Linked DNA regions of Mus musculus: region 2 is linked to region 1. A link is a contact called in public targeted proximity ligation data. All regions are on one chromosome and are shown on one strand. The core of a region is the stretch at or near the end of the contact, and the rest is flanking DNA. Distances in the headings are between cores, read along the strand shown. Region 1 has its middle 19 kb from the start of Ms4a4a. Region 2 holds the start of BE692007 (a long non-coding RNA gene).

What was found.
Region 2: a targeted proximity ligation map of memory CD8 T cells shows a contact between it and region 1, with 8,114 read pairs. A contact is called at or near these places in 10 of 39 promoter capture datasets (the C10 cell line, the HPC-7 cell line, embryonic stem cells and 6 more), 27 of 484 Hi-C or Micro-C datasets (B cells, CD4 T cells, CD8 T cells and 15 more), 10 of 130 datasets of targeted methods (CD8 T cells, Th17 cells, effector CD8 T cells and 4 more) and 4 of 9 other capture datasets (adipose tissue, bone marrow-derived macrophages, liver and 1 more).

The regions. Positions count from the first base shown.
Region 1 is chr19:11,354,392-11,358,502 of GRCm38.p6, forward strand. No RefSeq gene overlaps it. Among named protein-coding and RNA genes, the nearest start is that of Ms4a4a, 19 kb to the right of the region's middle.
Region 2 is chr19:11,480,405-11,484,800 of GRCm38.p6, forward strand. It overlaps BE692007 (a long non-coding RNA gene), which reads right to left and starts at 2,175. Exons shown (of 2, transcript XR_003952860.1): 1 at 1-2,175. Ms4a6c (membrane-spanning 4-domains, subfamily A, member 6C) reads left to right here. Exons shown (of 7, transcript NM_028595.4): 7 at 802-1,793. The coding sequence ends at 808.

The sequences.
Region 1 (4,111 bases), core at 345-2,844:
CCTTCATTTTCATGTATTTTTTTAAAAATCCATCGTTTAATATTAGAGAATATGACCTTATAGCTCTTTGAAAGCTAGCCAATAGGGATGAAGCTCCCAGGTCACTAGCAGCTTGATTCAGTCATGTTGGATGGCTCCTGTGTTGTGTCTTCAGTGATAGGGTCTTACTCTCAAGTGTCAAAGTAATCAAGAGCAATGATGAGAGCGTGCTGACATTCGTAAAGGTGTAGCCATCTACTGGGGCATGAAAAACTATCAGTGGACAGCCACCAAAGAAAACGTTTTGTCCTTCCCCCAGGAGCTATGAATTGCCACTAGTTCCTCAGCTAGGGATGGGGCTCAGCAGGGCTCTCTACTGTATGCTAGAAATTTTAACCTGCTTGAACTCCTGCAAGTCCTAAAGACATAACTACAGATTCTGTGATTTAATGTGTATAACAGCTATATGCTGTCTAGAGCACTGCATTCCACAGCACTTCCGGGCCATTTCTTATCCTGAGGTTTAAGATATTTCATCCAGGCTATCAAATCTGTGTGCTAAGCACATGCTGGGAAAGTATGAGCATCTGAATTTGGATCCCCAGAACCTGTGCAAAAATGGAGGTGACCCATCTGTAATCTCAGTCCTTCCTGCTGTGAAATAGGAAGAGAGATAGAAGAGAGATAGGAAGGAGGCAGAAGACATGGAGACTTGGGTCAGCTAACCTGAAATCTATATAGCAGGAAACCAAAAATCCTGTCTCAAGAAAAGTAGAAAGTGAGGACCAATGTCTGAGGTTGTCCTTTGACCTTCACACATATTGTGGCATGTGCATGTACAAATGTATTAACATGAACACAAACGCAGACATGTACCACACATACATTTGCAAAGATAAAAAGAAAAAGAAATTTCTAGTAGTTAAATTCATTATATAAGTTTAATTTTAAAAAGCCTTCTAGAAGTAAATTAAACATTATGAGTTGATTTTTAAAATGGCTAAAATATTTACATGAATAAGAGAATCATATTTGAACTTTCCCACAAATTCAGGATATAACTTGAGTTTAAAATATTAGGCTTGACCAACAATTAATTGTCGATTACTCATTAGAACACAGATTTCTAATGATTAGGTAAGAATCAGAGAAGTCACTCAAGGGTGGCAGGTTCCATTCATCTGTAGACAGATAAGGAGAAGGATGTTTAGAGTTTTAGCTTGATTTGCCTCACATTTGTAACAAGAGCTTACGTTTGAAGACTACAGATGGGGACCCACTTTGGGACAGGGTGTACAAATATGTATCTATCAGTATCAACACAAATAATAGCTTTTATTGTATGTTCTGCTCTGGACACTCTACTGAATGCGTTATTGTACAATTTCATGCCAAACAAGTAGGACAAGCTACCATCACCGTGTAGTGAAGACTCTTATGCCTTCAATGTGTCAGATATCAAAGCCAGCGTTGAGAAATAATCTTCTCCGGAAGAGCATAGGCGGGAGCCAAACCACTTTGCTTTTCTGATCTCATTTTAACTTCCTTTACCTGACCACAAAATTGGGTGTTTTGAATCTGTGACTTCATATTGAATTCTTTCCTAGGAACTGGGAGGGCTGTGAGGGTCACCCGCCGTGCTACTCAGGTTCTGACAGGTGGGTACCACCCAGGAAGCCTTTGTTCAATGCTTTGAAATATTTGCTCACTTTCTGTAATCATCTTCATACTTGGTTTTCAAGTGTCATCTGTGAAATGGCACTCTTTCCTTTTGATCTGGCACAGCTACACCAATTGCTTGATCCTCTTAGCTTTATTTATGTAGTTTCTCTGCCTTATCAGAAACCTGGAAAAAGATCTCCACAAGAGGTTTTTTTTTGTTGTTGTTTGTTTGTTTATGTTTTTGTTTTTCTGGTTTCACCATGGTTACTTCAGGCACGTTTATTATGTATATTTCACATCCTTTCCTAATGGTATTCCTCTGAGATGCTTTATAAATATTTTGGTATTTAAACAAAAGTCTCTATTCAATTCTTAAACAATCAAATGAACATTTTAACTTAAATACACACACACTTTGTTTATAAAATGTTTTACTAGCTATCTTGCTGAATTTCTAATAGCTTTAATTAGTTTTCATTTACTAATTTTTAGCAGTTTGCCATGTATATTTATTCATGTTTAAATAATAGTAATTTAAAGAAGTTAGTTCAAACCTTTTCTTTAATGTTTGCAGAATAGTACCATGGGATATCTCCATTTATACACTGATTTTAATTTTAATAAAGCACATCTACCATTTATCATTAATTATTTAATTATGATACAGGTTTTCAGATCAAGACATATGCCAACACAGCATGACTAATGTTATTCTCCATCGTTGTTTATATGAAGAGTAATTTAGAATAACAGTGAGAGATTATTATTATTTAATCTTTTTTACAGGCCAGTCTTTATTCCTCTCCTAGTCCACCCTCTGACTGTTCCTCATCCCATTCCTCCTCCCACCATCTCCAAGAGGATGTTCCCCTACATCTCACCAGACCTCTCCCCTCCCTGGCGCCTCTCAGGGTTAAGCACATCTTCTCACACTGAGCAGCCAACCCTCATAACCACTGAGCCAACCTTTCAAGTCCCAGCCTTCATTTTATAAATTCCTGTCATATTTTCCGTTAAAAGCATTTATCCATTTACAGTTGCCCACTTTCCATCACTATGGCAAATAGTCGTGACAATTAACGTATAAAGATTTTGCAGTCATCCTCTTCTCTTATTCTTTTTCAGTTTTTCTGCTCCCTGTTTTACAGTGACCCCTGAATCTTGGAAGAAGGGGGTATGACAGATGTCCCATTTAGAGCTTGGAAGCCTTCAGTTCCTTATCATTTGCATTCTGATCAGCTCTTGGTCTCTGTGTTAACCTCTATTTAGGGCAAAAGGAAGCTTCTCTAATAAGGGTTGAGAGATGAACTTTACTCTCATTGGTGTGTTAAACTATAGATATAAGGAGAATGAGAACACAAAGGTGGGTGGGTAAAGAGGGAGTGGGTCTGGGAGAAGTGAGAGTAGGGGTAGATATGATCAAAATACACTGTATGAAACTAGGATGAAGACCAAAGTGTGGACACTGTGCTCCTTCTTAGAATTGGGAACAAAACACCCATGGAAGGAGTTACAGAGACAAAGTTTGGAGCTGTGACAAAAGGATGGACCATGTAGAGACTGCCATATCTAGGGATCCACCCCATAATCAGCTTCCAAACGCTGACACCATTGCATACACTAGCAAGATTTTATCGAAAGGACCCAGATGTAGCTGTCTCTTGTGAGACTATGCCGGGGCCTAGCAAACGCATAAGTGGATGGTCACAGTCAGCTATTGGATGGATCACAGGGCTCCCAATGGAGGAGCTAGAGAAAGTACCCAAGGAGCTAAAGGGACCTGCAACCCTATAGATGGAACAACATTATGAACTAACCAGTACCCTGGAGCTCTTGACTCTAACTACATATGTATCAAAAGATGGCCTAGTCGGCCATCACTGGAAAGAGAGGCCCATTGGACACACAAACTTTATATGCCCCAGTACAGGGGAACGCCAGGGCCAAAAAAATGAGAATGGGTGGGTAGAGAAGTGGGGGGGAGGGTATGGGGGACTTTTGGGATAGCATTGGAAATGTAATTGAGGAAAATACGTAATAAATTTTAAAAAAAAGGAAAAAAAAAGAAAAAAAAAAAAGAAACTCCGAAAATACTAACAAAATGAAAGTAAAGCTTTGTGGGTTTGTTGTTGTTTGTTTTGTTTTGATTTTTAAACTCACAGTTTGAGAGGTATCAGTCCATTTTGAAGTGAATCTGCCATGGGGTAGGGAGGTCTGTGCTCTGTCTGCACTTCACGGTGGAAGACCATGGTGAAGCAAACTGTTGACCTCATGGCTGAGAGGGCAGAGAGGAGGGAGGATGATGGTTGTTCCTCTTCATTTTAAGGACAAGCCACCAGCAATTCTCAGTCCCTTTCACTAAAGCCACTTTCTTAAGATTTCACACTTATCCAACAGCAGCACAGCATGTTCTAGACTGTTAACACAGGGTCCTGGAGGGACAGTCAACTCCAAAACTAGGGCTATTTGT
Region 2 (4,396 bases), core at 925-3,424, 130 kb after region 1:
TATTTGTGAGACCTCCTAAATATTCCCTGGTGTTCCTCTGGGATCTATGCAGTCATGAATAACACCTAGAATTACATCAGTCACAATGACATGAATATCAGGTGCTTTGGAGAGGGAGGTGGGGCAGTAGATGATAAGGTAGAAAGTAATTGTGTAGCTGATGATGATTATCTAGACATAGAAAGAAACCCAGATAAACCTAACAAATCACCTGGTTCTTCCCTTCCCTGTTGCAAATAAAGGAACCGAGGCTCTGTGAAGTTAAATGTCTCTCCTGGCATTGTGATGAATTCACTTGTGTTCAGGATGCTGCAGTGTAGCTGCCTCCCCTCTAACTAGGAATACTTTTTCTTATACTGACTAGTCTTTTTATGGGTCTTGACTTGATAAAGGCCAATTGCACACTGGAATGTATTCAATCAGCATCTTAGAATCTGTTTCCCTTCCTTCTGGTTTTACTTTTTTTTCCCTGAATTAAAGACACTAAGGAAATACTGTTTGATAACTACATGCAACCCTTCTCAGCCAGCTCAAGGTGTATGGCTTCACTAACTGAACAAAAAAGCTTTGCTCTGACCAGATCCTTAATTAGAGTGCAGAACAAAGAGGAGATGATATACATCAAATATGTGCATCACATAAGGTGTGCTATTCTCATCATGGAACATCTACAACACTGAATGAAGTTGTATCATTTGTATCTACGTATCTATGTTCCTCCATACATACACATATGTACGTATAAACATATACATATAATATTCATTTATAACCTGAAACCACATATTTTCTTTGTTCTAGAATGTGATTTTTTCTGTCTTATAACTCCAATAATGAAGCCAATGTGGAATCAAAGGCACTTTGTAACTGTGCATATGAGGAACGATTGGTTTTTTTTAAGAAAAACAAAACAAGACAAAACAAAACAAAAAAAACAAAAAAACAAAATACCCGAAACAAGTGGGAACTATACAGCAGAGGATATGTCTTCATGATAATGCAGAAAATCCAACCATCACAGGGTAGCAATGCTTGCTACTTAAAATGTAGACTGTTCATACAGTGGGCACCAGTATAAGTTGAATGTGTGTATTACTGGCACCCTACTGATTTTCATGACCTTGGCTTCAGCCAAAGCCCAGACCTACAAATGGTGGCCTTTCTTAGAAAACCAAACAGACATTATGAACTAACCAGTACCCCAGAGCTCTTGACTCTAGCTGCATATGTATCAAAAGATGACCTAGTCGGCCATCACTGGAAAGAGAGGCCCATTGGTCAGGCAAACTTTATATGCCCCAGTACAGGGGAACACCAGGGCCAAAAAATGGGAGTGGGTGGGTAGGAGAGTGGGGGGGGGGGGACTTTTGGGATAGCATTGGAAATGTAATTGAAGAAAATACGTAATAAAAAAAAAGAAAGAAAGAAAACCAAACAGAATGTTTCAGGCCATTGTAGTGGAGCAAAGGGACAACATTTTCTTGCCCCCTGCAATTAACAGCAACAGTTAACCATTAGCAGTCTTTGTATTCAGAATCTCTGCTATGACGTGGGTCTTCTCTCATATCAATTTTATTGACTAGTGCATAGAAACTAGTGGCATGCAATGAAGTCTCAAGAGTATTCATGCTGTTGGTTCAAAATAAAGTCTTTTTTGATTGTATGTTCTATATGTAAGGGCTTTTGTTGTTATTTTGTTTTTATGCACAGATCAAGTCCCCTGTGATATGTAAACACATTTGTTTGATATTCTTTTGTTCTCTATCAACCAATAAAAGCATGGGAAAGACAAATAGGAATATATCTCTGTCAGTGTGTGTGTGTGTATGTGTGTGTGTGTGTGTGTGTGTGTATTAAACTGGATCTGAATAAACACTCAAAGTTTAGCAATGCATTTTGGAGGTACCAGATAACATTTATTTCTAGGATTGCCACAAACAAATAAGAGGCATTTCTTCACTTCTTATAAGAGGCTAGAGAGATGTCTCATCAGTTAAGAGCACTTACTGGTTTTGGTCCTGTAAGGACATGAGTTTTATTACCAGCATCTGCGTGGCAGCTCACAAACATCTAAAACTCCAGTTCCAGGTGATCTGACATCCTTTTTTGGACTCGGTGAGCAGTAGACACACATATAGAACACACACAGACATACATCCTTGTAAAATACCCATAAAACATAAAATATGTTTAAAATGAAATTAATAGTAAAATATGGAATGTGGGGAATGACAATACATTTAGGATCATATTCTATAAGCTATGAAGGTCTATTTGAGCCCCAAATAAAATATATTTGTCCTCCTCCTCCTCCTCTTCCTCTTCCTCCTCCTCCTTTTGCCTAAAGGCAATTGTATAAGAGGAGAGTCTTTCCTTGAGACATGTCCCCAGTCCTTACCTACTACTGATCATGTAACTACTCCTCCTTCAGGGAAGGAAGGCCTACCATCTAGAACTCTCAGTTGATGTTTTCATTACTACATCCACATTCTACCTCAGCCATCACTGTTGTCATCAAAATTTCCGAACCTTTTATGAAACAAGAAGACATCCGTATCAACTCTACAGGGACTATAAGCACTTAAAGTCAAATAGAGAACCAGTTTATACAATTAAAAGAAATGAAAACAAACAGTAGAAAGATATAAATTGGGGAAAGCTACCCAAGAATAATTACCATAAAAGAATCTAAAATATGAATGGTTATATAACAAGTGAAGGAATGGAAGCAATAGTCAAAAACCTCGCCAGCAAGTGAACCTCAGGCTCAGGGTGCTTCAACAGTCAACTCATTTCAGTATTTAAAGAAAACTATACCAATCATTTGCAAATGAATGTTAAAAAGAAAGAAGGATAGGACACTCCAATCTTATTCCATGAATTTAGTGTCCTGATACAGAAACATTACATGATTAGAGCTATGGAAAATTCACTTCTAGTGCATTTTACACCTATCTATTCTGTTGGCATGTCTTTTTTCAGTGTCGGTCACAGCCTGGGCAAAAGACTTGCAATATACAATCTCTTTTCTGCCTCCTCTTAGCCAACTTCATTCTGGCATTGGAGCACTCCTGTGGTATAAGTAGGCTTTGACCATCACAGTCTATATATTTTTAGCTAGTAATTTTTTAGCACTTTTACTAATTTCATGTTAGTGTTGGGTTCAACTATTCTCATTTATAAATATTGTCATATTTAAGCCCAGCTATTAATTTTTTATGTAAATAAAAATGTAAACATATTTCTTCAAGTTTTGTTCTATGCTTTTTCTGTAATATTAAATATCATTCTGATGTGATATTGTTCATGTTTGTGTTCTGACTTATGTACTTAAAAGCTTAGACATTATTGAATGCCTGTATATCTATGTAGCTATGAACTATATACTCACTATCTGGGAGTTCCTTTCAGAACTATATGACTTCCACTTAGGTACTAAAATTAATGTAATACTAATCATCTTTATAAAAGACTCTAAAATATCTCTAAACAATTAAAAACAAAAGAACAATAGCTTCTCTTTTTTGAAATTTTCATAGAAATGTATAGAGTTTTTTTTTCTTTTATTGCTGGAGCAGAGAAGAGAAGATCGTTAACTGAAGTGTTTGACTACATTTGTGTGTGTGTGTTTCTGAGAACAAATAAGATCACATGTGATTTCCGTCTGTTTTAACTAAAGGCATGTTTTAGATCTCCTTATTGCATATTTCCTTTGTCTTTCTAAGAAATCAGCTCAAATAAATCATGAATGAGTATATGCAGACCTCCGCAGTGTGAACTGTGTTAGTGATGCTAAAGCAATGCTCCTGAGCCTTAAAGAATGGGTAACTTTTTTCTCAGATTAATAAAACAAAAAGGAAGCAAGCAAAAACCGAATTGCAAACTCATGACAAGTCTTTAGATATGGAATTTTCCACTCCTTACTTTCCTTTAGTTTTATTTACACTGAACTTCTCATAACCCAGGCATGCTCACACTCTCCACACTGGGCTCCTTCTCAGAGCAATGCAAAGAACTAGGAATAGGAATGGTCTCTTCTTACCTTTGCATATTTTCATAGCACGGTCACCGAATTTAATGTCCTGTCTGCTATGGAGACTCTGTTCAATCCTCAAAAAGACTGACATGCTCTGGTGTGGGTATGTGACAGAAACATTACCTTGAGTCCTCCTTGGCCATCTGTTTCCTGCTACTTCAACTTCACAGAAGAGCGTCTGTGAAACTGCAAGCACAGTGCTCTGTGAGACACTGGTCTCTCCCCACTTCTTTCATGGTAATGACTCTGCCTCAAAGCCCATCAACAAGAGAACAGATAAAGGATTAATGTCATACATACAGAAGGGAACCATGATGAAAAATTAAATCCTCTCATTTGTACAAAAATGTATAGAACATG